2 separate regions of the Dromaius novaehollandiae genome follow, and region 1 is linked to region 2. Evidence: chromatin contacts called from public Hi-C data. All regions are on one chromosome and are shown on one strand. Each heading gives the region's core, a stretch centred on a gene start, on an enhancer-like site or on the middle of the called end of the contact. The rest is flanking DNA. Distances are from core to core; before and after follow the strand shown. Region 1 holds the start of MID1IP1 (MID1 interacting protein 1). Region 2 has its middle 170 kb from the start of BCOR.

Evidence for each region. A called contact is a pair of places that touch in the nucleus more often than the background predicts.
Region 1: a contact with region 2 is called in a Hi-C map of liver, with 10 times the contacts expected there. The contact joins the promoter of MID1IP1 here to the enhancer-like site in region 2. A contact is called at or near these places in 3 of 4 Hi-C or Micro-C datasets (brain, liver and ovary).

Annotation. Positions count from the first base shown.
Region 1 is chr1:125,967,207-125,973,025 of bDroNov1.hap1, forward strand. It overlaps MID1IP1 (MID1 interacting protein 1), which reads right to left and starts at 3,032. Exons shown (of 2, transcript XM_064497629.1): 1 at 2,811-3,032; 2 at 169-2,333. The coding sequence starts at 2,118. The coding sequence ends at 1,600. LOC112985480 (a long non-coding RNA gene) reads left to right here and starts at 3,552. Exons shown (of 2, transcript XR_010385123.1): 1 at 3,552-5,819.
Region 2 is chr1:125,665,747-125,670,941 of bDroNov1.hap1, forward strand. No RefSeq gene overlaps it. Among named protein-coding and RNA genes, the nearest start is that of BCOR, 170 kb to the left of the region's middle. Within about 2 kb of position 2,710, at least 1 of the 2 cell types and tissues checked has open chromatin away from gene starts, as enhancers often do.

The DNA.
Region 1 (5,819 bases), core at 1,782-4,281, 300 kb after region 2:
AGCAAAAAATCCTTAAATGTGAGAGGAAAAACTATTCTTTTGCATTTTCAAAGGAAAAATCCCCCCAATCCCTAAATTTGGGGGAAACAGTACAAAGTGAAATTTCAGTATACAATGTCTACAAACTTAGAATTTCAGTGCCTGAGAAAAAACTATTTTACACAAGGATTAAGTATGTATTTATTAGATGGTTATGATCTTGTGATATGCACACATTTCACTGTAATGATTAAGTACACTTTTAATATTAGAACTCACTCAAGGTCAAGCCTTTACGGTATGCGAAACAAAACAGACAATATAGAGAGAACCAATTCTGAGGCATGGCACTTCGACAAATGAAAAAAAATGCACACAGAATAAAATCAGTACGATTTGGATAATGTAAAACCAATTAATTCCTAGTAACCGAAGAGGATTACAGAGAAGAGAAGGTAATGTAAGGAATCGGGGAGGCAAGTGTGCCAGCCCTATTTTGAGGAAGAAAAAAAAAAAAAAGAGCTCCCTCCCAATACATTAAGATATCTCCTGAAAAGCAGAGTCATTCCTAGGCTGCTCTCCAACCTCCTTGAGTCACTATCTGCAAAGTAACCATGACTCCAGTCTTCTTGGATTTTGTTAAAGAGGCACTGACCTTTTACCCTAGTATATATACAGAGCAGCAGGACTACTTGGTTTCAAATAGCTCCCCAAAAATCGGGCGGTGTATGATATATTAAGTATAGTCATTTATCAGTTTTAGATATGCTGATTTATCTTCACTACCTAATTGCTCCCTCTGAAAAAAAACTCTTTATATGTAACAAAGTTATCCAGTATCTAGTAAGGCAGCGCTGGAAATAATTTAGAACAACAAATGAGTTTCAGATGTTAAAAATATTATTTAATTAAAGAAACATAAATCATACCAAAAAAGTTAAGTCACTTAGCTAATACATTCGCATTTATTTTAGAATATACTCTACATCTGAATAAAAAAAGTTTTAAATAAACTCCCATACATGTACAACCAGGGAACCCTTCATCCTTCCAGTGACACAGGCATGTTCACGAGTCCACTGGGCTTCGTCCCGGGTAATGTGAGTACTTTTACACCAGTGTTGTTATTTTCATTGGCTTTTTTTCAGCCTCATACTGGCCAGCTACACAACCGGCTCATACACGTACAAGTTCAGCCTGCCCATTTAGAGAGGCGCAGCGACTGCTCACCCCAGACCATACAAAAAAAATTAATAAAACTAGTACTGATTAATTTACATCTCTGTTTGTGCGTCGGTAAAAATAACTGCAGTTCTAGGAGCATGCGAGGAGACCTTACGCTTCATGTACACACGCGTTTATCATCGTTATAAAAGTAGTGCAAAACAGGAAAGCGCCGCCGGCCGCCGCCCGCAGGGGGAAGCCCCGCTGCCGCCACCGGCCCCGGCTCCGGGCGCTGCCGCCGCCGCCGCCGCCGCCTCGTCCTCCCGCGCCGCCCAACGCCCCCAACCGCCACCGCCGCGCTGCCCTCCCGCGCCCCTCCCCCCGCGGCCGCGCTCGCCCCCCGCCATCTTCACCTCCCCGCCCGCCGCGGTGCCGGCGGCGCGGCGCGGCCCGCGCTCACTGGCCCCAGCTGCTGAAGCCGATCTCCTGCTTGTATCGGTTGGTGAGCACATTGGCCTTGCGGGTGAGCTTGGAGAGCACCGTGTGGAGTCCGCTGAGGTGGTAGTGGAACTGCTGCTCCAGGTCCTCCTCCGCCTCGCCCTCCTCGGCGAGGCCGCGGCTAATGTCCGCGGCGGGGCCGCCGCTCAGCTTGTCCTTCTTGCGGCCGGCCTCCTCGCCCGCCTGCTGCTGCACCACGCCCCACTCGATGTCGTTGCGGATGGACTTGAGCAGCATGTAGTGGCTGTACATGTCCCTGCGGGAGAAGTAGGCGCCGGCGTTGGCCGGGGGCAGCGCGGGGTCCCGCTCGGGGCACACGCCGCCCGCCGCGTCCAGCTCCTCCAGCAGCAGCGGCACGTCGCGCAGCAGGCTGGGCACCATCACCGTCTGGTCCATGTTGTTGACGGCGCCGATGAAGCGGTTCATGGCGTTGAAGAGCGAGTACTTCTGGCTGTACGAGTCGCAGATCTGCATCATGGCGGCGGGGCGCAGGCGGCGCTGTCAGGCGGCGGGGACGGCGGCGGCGGGACTCCGCGAGCGGCGCCGGCTGCGGGGCGAGCGCGGGCGGCCAAGCCTTCCGGAGGGCCGCCTCCTCCTGCTCCTCCTCCTCCTCGCTAGAGCCACCGGCCGCCACCAGCTGCCCTCCGCCGCGGGCTCGGCTCGGCGGCTGCTTGCGACGCCCGGAGAGAGTCCTGCTGGGATGCGAGCGCGTAGCGCGCTTAGATTAAGGGCTGCGGAAGCTCATCTCTCTCTATCCCGCCTTCTAGTCTCCTCCCGAAACCGCTCTCCCGGAGGCGCATTCTTCTCCTCCCCCACGCCGGCTTTATCAGCAACCCCATCTCCTTTTTTAGGCTTCCCCTCCCCGTCGTTTCTCTTCGCCTTTCCGCCTCCCCCCGCAAGTCGCCCGCCTTCTCCTACCCCCCCCCCCCCGCGCTGAGGGCCTCCCAGGACGCCCCGTGAAGGCGCTGGCGACCGGGGCTTTCCGCTTCCCTCGCTCCAAAACGAGACGAGACGACACAAAAAGCGGCTCCCTTCAGGCCCCGCCGCACGCCGGTGCTCACGGCGGCACGGGAAGGGTGCCCCGCTGCCAAATTAAAACACAAGCGGCTGCAAGTCAGCGCGGCTCGGCTTGAAGCAAGAGACCGGCGGAGCGGGTCCGAGGCACCCACCGTGGTCCGGAGCCGCTCACCGCCCCGGGTGCTGCTGCTGGTGCTGCTGCTGCCGCCGCCGCCGCCCGCCTCGCCGGGAGCCCGCGCCGCCCGCTGCAACCCGTAGCTCCGCTCCCATCCCAGGTGCGGTATTTATAGCGCGTATCTTAAAATAAGGTGTTCCCCAGTGCCAGCCCCCGCGCAGCGAGTCACCATAAAGGCGGCTGCCGCTGACCGCGAGTAGCTCCGCGGCGAGGCGGGCGGCGGCTCCGCCTCTCGCTGGGGGAGGGCAGTGGCGCTGGACCCGTGCCGAGCGGAGCCGGGCGGCGGCTCAGCCAGCCCGCCGCTCCGAGAGGAGCCACCGCAGTCCCGGCGGGACCTAGTGAGCGTCCCGGCTGTGCAGACGTTAGCGCAGCAAATGCCGGGCTCAGTCCCCGGGGGAAGCAGGACGTCAAGAAAGGACTTTCTCCCCGTCTCCACCCCGCGACGAGGAGCCCCGGCCGTCACTTGAGCAGAAGGGGTGCACTGGCGCTGCGCGGTTTGCGGCGGCCGTCCCCGCCGAGCGGGAGGAGGCTAGTTCCCCGTCACCCTGCCCGGAGAGGAGTCGTCTAGGATCCACCTCCGCCTTCACCCCAGCCATGTTTAAATTCCTCCCCCACAGCCCCGGGCGGAGAGACCAGCCCGCCGCAACCCCCCGCTCGCGTGGGGCGCGCCGGCAATGAGGAGCGCTTTGTGCACCGCGCTCGCCGCCGCCCTGACAGCGCTACAGACGCCGGGGGCTGCTGCCAGCCCTCCCCCCTCCCCCAGAAGCAGCGCTCGAGTGGTCGCCGCGGCGCTGCACCGCCCCCATCTCCCGCCGTCGCTAGGCAGGGGCGCGAGGCCGTTGGCGGGGCGGGGCCGCGGCCAGCCGGGGGGCGAGGGGGGGCAGCGGACCCGCCTGACTGACAGGGCAGGCGGCAGCAGGGACACGCGGGCGCCGCGTGCTGTCCCCGCTCTACACGGCTGCCCATTGGCTGCAGCGCGCGTGACGGGCTGCCCGGCCGGGAGATAATGCCGCGGCAGCCCGCGCGCCGCGCCGTCCCCGCTCCGCGTCCCCCGGCGGGGACACACAGTCGACGCGGGCAGCCGAGGAGCCGCGGCTCCCGGGGCCCCGCTGCCCTTCCCCGCTTCGCCCCGCCGTGCCGGCCCGGGAGGAGGGGGCGGGGCAGTGCGCGCGCCCTGCGGGCTGCCTTTGTGTGATGGCCAAGGCCGCGCGAGCCGCCTGGCAGCAAGCGCGGGGCGGTAGCGACCGCCGGCATCACCCCACAGCCTCACCTCCGGGCCCAGCCAATCGGCGGGCGCCCCTCTGGCCCGACGCTGCCGCCACGTGCCAATCAGCGAGGCTTGGCAGCAGCCAATCAGACGCGGCCCCCCCTCCGCAGTCTTTCTCCGCCGGCTCGGGCGACCCTGGTAACAATCTGGAAGAGCGGCCGTGGGTCACGTGGGGTAGAGCGGTTGCCGGCGGGGAGCGGGGGTGGGGAAGGTGGAAAACGGCGCGCGGGAGAGAATGGTGTTGAGCGCGTTGCCGTGGCAACGGATCAACCACAGGCAGGGGCGGGGCGCGGCGGCCCCCTCCTGCCCCGCCGAGCTCGCGGAGAGGCGGCGCGGCCGGCGCGGCCTGGCTGCCCGGCGCCCCGAGGGAACCCGAGGGAACCTCACGGCCGGGAGTACCCGCCGCTCAACGGCCGCGGCCGGCTCTCCCCTCCCCGAGCGGCTGCCAGGCTTAACTAGGACAATTTCCTCTCCCAGCTGATGGACAAAAATACACCACAGCTTTTGGCGCTGGCGCAGCCTTAACAACGAGTGTTTTGTCGGCTGCAAAGAAACATTACGTCCTTGGGGGGGAGGGAGGAGGAAAAAAACCCACATCCATATGAAGATTACAGGCCCCAAATAACCCTCAGACAAGCCGAAGAAAACAGCGGGCCTCTGATGAACGGAGGCGTTGGATGTTAGCGTGGGCCCTGTAGCCTTTGTTTGGAGGATTTGGGGGGAACAGATAAAACCCCGGAGCCACACTGTTCATACTACCGGGGAGCCTAGTGTTGTGGAGAGGAGTACAAGCCTAATTCCTCCGAAAGGATCAACCCCGTAAGTCGCTGGGAAAGGCAAATCGCAACGGCCGCTGCAAGCAGAGGGTAGAATGACAAGCAGCCCTACATATGTATAATCATGCAAGTATATATTTCCGTGTGCAGCGTGGTGGGAGACAGAAAGACTAAAGAATTAGCAAATAGTTGAAATGTTAAAATGGATCAGCCTGAGCAGCTGCAGTCCACCCACAATCTTGATTTCGCACAATGCACTTTATTGGCTGTTATACTGTTGTATTTCTGCTAGTATCTGCTTGGAATAGAAAATCCATTGCAGCAGGGCCCAGTAAAACAGGGCTCCTGGCCGGGGTGCTTGGTTCCTACTATAATGCAGATGCTCACAAAATAGAGGTCAGTGCCTCCATTTTCCCCACAGCCTCTTCTATTCTAGTTACTCCTCAGTTGCCTCAGTCATCAGCTCTTCTCCCCAGTCCCCAGCCTGAAGGGAGAAGATTAATTCCACGTGAATTAAGTGACAAATCAACTTTGAAAAAAAATAAGCTCCAAATAGTAGCCATTCAAATCACAGCCAAGTACCCTTTGCAAGCAACACAGAAACTGTAAAAGCTTGTGGTTAAACAATTGCGAGTAATACAGACTTGTGTAAAATCATGATCTGCTCACAGATAATTTATAATGCAAAAAAAGAAAAGCTCATCAGGCTTGAAAAATGGCCAAAACATATTCTTGCATCTTTATATAACACAATACGTCATTAATACACCATTAACAGTTTGGCTGCCTTTAACTGAAATACAGTGTGTACTGAACATGCAATAAATTGGAAGAGGAGGTAAATCTCTAGGAATAGAGAAAGTGGTTTATGGCAAAACTTTCCTTTTCTGTCCAAATTAAAGCAAAGAATGAAAAACTTCAAACAAAATCAAAGAATTTGCCT
Region 2 (5,195 bases), core at 1,460-3,959:
CTCCAGCAGGGCATCGTGGAGAAGGAGGATGCACGCTCGCTCTCCCCCTCGCCGTCCCCAGCCCCGCTGGGCAGGGCTGGACATCTCTCTCCGAGCCCCGGCACTGGGATGCACTGTGAGGACCCAGCATACAGACATGGGAGCTCAATGCAGTGAGACGCCTCCCAGCCTCCAGTCCACACGCTCCTGAGCAAAGCGGATGAGAGACAAACGCCGTCACTCCTTCAAGGTGAAGGGCTGCAGCGGCATGAAGGAAAAGCAGCCTGTGCTCTGTGCCAAAGCCTGGAGACACCCCTGAAGATTCACTGCTGTTCAATTTTTATGGCATCTTAGATATGAATTTTTGAGCTTGTGAAAACAAGAGGCTAATAAATCCACAGGGTTAATGAGAAGAGAGATGCTGCCAATATATCCAGGTATCCTGAGCTGCACTGTCCCTGCTCTTCCTTGCCTTCCTCTCCTCATGCTGCGGACGTAGCCTGGGCAGGGACGGACAAGTATGCTGCACGATGCAGTGCAGGCGTGCAGGCATCTCATAGTGTAATACCGACCAGGTTCGTTTCACTCACTTGGAGACTCGACTGTCAGTTTGAATCCAGGTCTCCAGAGGTGCAAGCCCAGTGTGTCCAGGCACTGCTCCTCCTGCGACTGGCTTAACATATTGCCTGTTTGGACTCTGACCTCTGAGGACGAGGAGGAGGTAGGGTCAGCACCAAGGTGCATTTCTGCAGCACCTTGCCATCCTAAAGGGAGTGGAAGCGCTTCAGAAGTGAAAGTCTGTTTTGACCTGAAGGACTCAAGCCGCTAATAAAATGAGGAGCTGGGAAAGTCATCTGTGTGGACTTTGAAGTGTCATGGTGGCTGCCTATTTAATGCTCTCTGGGGGGCAGATGCATCCCAGAAAGGGCGTTACGGTCCCAGGCTCCCTGACCACTGCCAGGAAGCAGCTAAGACAAGGAGGTCCATGGTGGACGATTTTAAAAGGCACTGTGGGGCCCAGCGTATTAATTGGTGCCAGGTTTTATGGAGCCACAACTTTCAGTGCAAGCACTTGCAGAGACAGCAGGACATATGCAGCTGCTCGCCCCCTGCACCTGGAGGACCCTGAGGGGCAGGTGGAGGGGCACACACCGAGAAGCAGGACCAACAGCGAGCCTGGCGAGCCCAGAGTGTGCCCACAGCCACCTGCCACACCACCAGCCACCAGCTGCCCATGGAGGGGAAGGCTGGGTCTTGGTGTGTTGCGCTGATCTGCACAGGAGGATGGGAGGATTAGGAGAAACACTGGAGCACCTTGGAAAAGGGCAGGCTGTGGCCAGCTGAGGAAATCATTGCGACGTGGCAGATTAATTTGGGAGCAAAGATACAAAAAGCAACCCACTGTAACTTCAAACTTCATCAGCTTTCCCAAGCATCCCTTGAAATGCCAATTAAAATGAGTAGAGGGAGACGAGTCTGCTGACAGGATCACAGCCTCTCCTAAACTGAGTAATAAACATGTAATAGGCATCTATGTTTCCCCATATGCATATTTTCCAGGCTGAGTTGACTGTAAACATTGCAGTTATATGAAACCCACACAGAAGAGGATGCAAACATAAACTAGAAAGAGAAGCAAAGCCTAGTCACAAAGCTGAAACAAAAAAACCCCATGACAGTATTCCATATATAAATAAATAACTGCCTGAAATGAGGGCTAATTAACTTGCAATAAACCAACTTAACCACTTAGGGGCAGCGTTAACACGGAGTTAACATGCAAAACAAACCTGTGTTTTCTCACCTGGTTAATTTAATATGCGCTGTGAATATTCATAGTATATCAAATACTGATACATCGACACACTGAATGATGCAATCTGTCAAACCCAGGAATGCATGATAATAGGAGTAACTCAATTGCTGCTCATACAGTGTTGACTTTGATCACTGGGTGTTTCTAAACACACTTAAAGATATAGGACTTTGCTTCTTTTCCTCTGTAAGGATCATGGAATATGTTTTATACAAATATTAAAACCTAAAAAAAGAGGTAAAAAAGGGCTTCATTTAAAATAAACAGAAAGAATATGAAATAGAAAAAGGCTGTCTTTGAGAAATGCTGCTCTCGGACGCAGGAGCTGAAGAAAACATTTTATCTCCATGGCCACATTCAGTGTCACTTTGCTTTCACACAACACGCTTCTTTCTCTGCTGCACATTCAAAAAAATCCTCGTTCGCTGGATACTTCTGAAACATTTCCCTGCATTATAAAAGAGCCCAGACCTGCTTCAGGTATGTCTACACTCTCTGATCAGAGCAAGTAGATAAAGGAAAGGTGTTTTCTTAGTGTGGCTTGACTAACTTGAGTTAGCTCTGGCAGGTGGGCACAGCAGGAGAAAGACAGTAACCTGGCTTTTTTCAAATGGGGTAGCAGCTTAAATTCAGCCTCTGGTAAAACTCAGCTTATCCTCACCACTATTTTAACCTGAGGTAAGAAGAGCAATTTTCCTCTCCTCTTCCTGCTCCTTCCCCCTGCGGTGACACCCTTGGGGTTTACAGCTCCTGTGTGGGTTCCTAGTGTCCCAGCTCTATCTTTGCAGCCACCAGGTCTTTCTGCCTTTTCTGGCCAGGGCTGTGGGATCTAGAGCGTGCTCTGGCAGTGCTCGGCCCCTGCCACGGTGCACCCGGGTGCCTCCGGCAGCTGTCGAAGCATGCTGAGGCCATGCTCCCGGGGTAATTAATACCAGATCTGTGCACTACCAGATCGCTTGGCAGTGCAGCTCTGATCTGCATCAGGTGCAGGCATGCGATCGCATTTCTGGTGAATTAGCCTGCGTGCACGGTGTGGAATTTATGCTTTATGCTGGCTGAGGAAGGATAGGCAATACCTGATCAGGCAAAAAGCTAGCTTGGTGCAGAGAGACAATATCAGATATGGCACAAAGTTAAAGCAAGGTGGATAAACAATATCTGATCTTGCATAAGAAGCTGCTGGTACAAAGTTGGCTTGTCAGGACTGCTAAAATGAATTCAGACCAGCAGAGTGCCATGTGGCCAAAGCGTTTCTGCTGCGGCACCAGGGAGCCCAGAGCCAAATTTACCTTGTTGAAGAAGGAAGAGACCAGCACCGAAACGCGTCGCCACCCTCACCAGCATACCTTTTGGAGTAAAGACACTGTGACAGATGGGGCTGTGAAGGGCCAGAGGTGTTCCCTATTGCAGATGTGGACCCTGCCTGGCATCACCCAGGCCCCGACAGCTATCGTGGAGCAGATCTGCCATAGCAATGCACTTCCCTCGCGGTGGGGAGGTGGTGCTGGCGGCGCGGTGCCGTGCCGGGGCTGGCGCTGGCTGGCAGGTGAGGTGGAGGAGGAGAGGAGCGCCTGCCATGGCTGCTACTGCCGCTGAGAGAGGGGATTCAGGCACCAGGGCAGCTGCTCTGCCAAAAGCATTAAATCTACTGAAATACGCTCCTGCAAGAAGAGGAGGCAAGCAAGCAATCTGAGTGGAGAGAGAAGCAATGAGCCCACCGTACGGGATCATCCACAGACCCTTCTCCACTGGACTGAAATTTTGCCCTTTAACCCGCCTCAGCTGGATTAAGGAAATCAGCTCTCAGGCACTGGCTTCCTTTGCCTCTAAAATTCAAGTATTGCCCCTTACTTTTTTTGCAGGACAGAGAGCACAGCCAAGGGAGATCCAGTCCCGCAGCTCCTAGGAAATGGAAGGAGAATGGCAGGGTGGAGTCGTCATGCGTTATGCTGAATATTTACCCCTCATGCATGCTATTTTATTTTAAATCTAGCGTGTAATATGCTTTGCATCTAGCATGTTGCTCTTGTGTGTTTTTCCCTTGCCCTGCCTGTGTCTTGCTGGCAGCTGCCATCACGAAACAAAAGGCAGCTGCCAGTTTGAGTGAACATCTCTCTCTTCCCTCTCTTGCTCTCCAGAGCTGATGCAGTACCACTTTGCAGACTGGGTGGCAGGCACTGATGTGAGGGAGCTTTGCAGCCCTCAGGAAGCTTGGGCATGTCATGCCTCAGAGACTCACTGCCAGAGCTCGAAGCTGTATTTAAGCTCTTGAACCTGGCTCAGCAGTAGCCGGGAGAGAATCTGCTGTCACCGTGCCAGCACACCAGCTTGAGCTATCTCCACTGTGGCGACTGCCCGTATCACAGGATTTAACGTTGCTGCTCTTGGCAAAGGTAATGGTTTATTAGATATGACTTAGGTCTTCTGCCCCAAGATGTGTAATCAAATGTAGGGATTCCTACTCCAAACACATGGTATCCCAAAGTCCAACGAAGAAAAGCCTGAAAAAGAGAGATCGAACTGAAGCAGCGCTTGTGAGAAGATCCTTTTTTGTGTCAAATTAAAATACTGCTGGGAAAAAGAAGGAAGAATCCCCAGGACCTGGATGCTCAGGCCAGCTGTGGGCCTCAGATCCTGCTATTCTTTGGCCCATGGGACCAGTCGGCATGCAAGTTACTGCATGTGACGAGGGAGTGCATGTGAAACTCACCTGTGATCCTTTGACTCCTCTTAGGACTGGCCAGCTCCATGATCTAGGAGACTAGAGATCATCTCAGGAACCAGTTCAGCTGTTTTTTCCAGAGGTGGAAAGTATGGGCGAGCTTTTCTTGAGAAGCCTTTAACCTGAGCCACAGTCTGAACTTGCTTTGAGAAAAAAAAGTTGAGATCTTGACTGCCGTGAAGAGCCATGGGCTGGATAATGCCTCTAAGGAAGGAGTGCTGAGAGGGGCAGAAATGAGTTGAAGTTCACTAGAGCTGTGTTCATTGACACATTTTCAGTATTTCTTTATCTCTTTGGGCTATGGTGGGAGGCTGGGGAAGAGGTGAGGCACACAGGGTGGGAAGGTTGTGGGAAACCAAGCAGGACCCCAAGTGACAGTGTGAAAGGAAAAAGCAAAGTAAAGGCAAACCTCAATTCCAGTCAGGAAAGTTAGTAAGTGAGATCTGAAACAGCCCCTCGGGAAAGTCTGGTGTGTGCTGAAGAAGCACACTGAAATAAATTCTCATGCAAGCTGTGTCACTCTGATTGTCAGAGAAGCTGGGCCCTCGCTCCTTTCCTTTGTGGCAATTTTCTTTCAGACAGCTCCTGTTTTTTTCCATAATAGAAATGGCTATCTTCATGTCATTGTAAGCCCTTTTGCTGAAATTATGGGAATATGGGCTTGCTCTAAGGAATAGT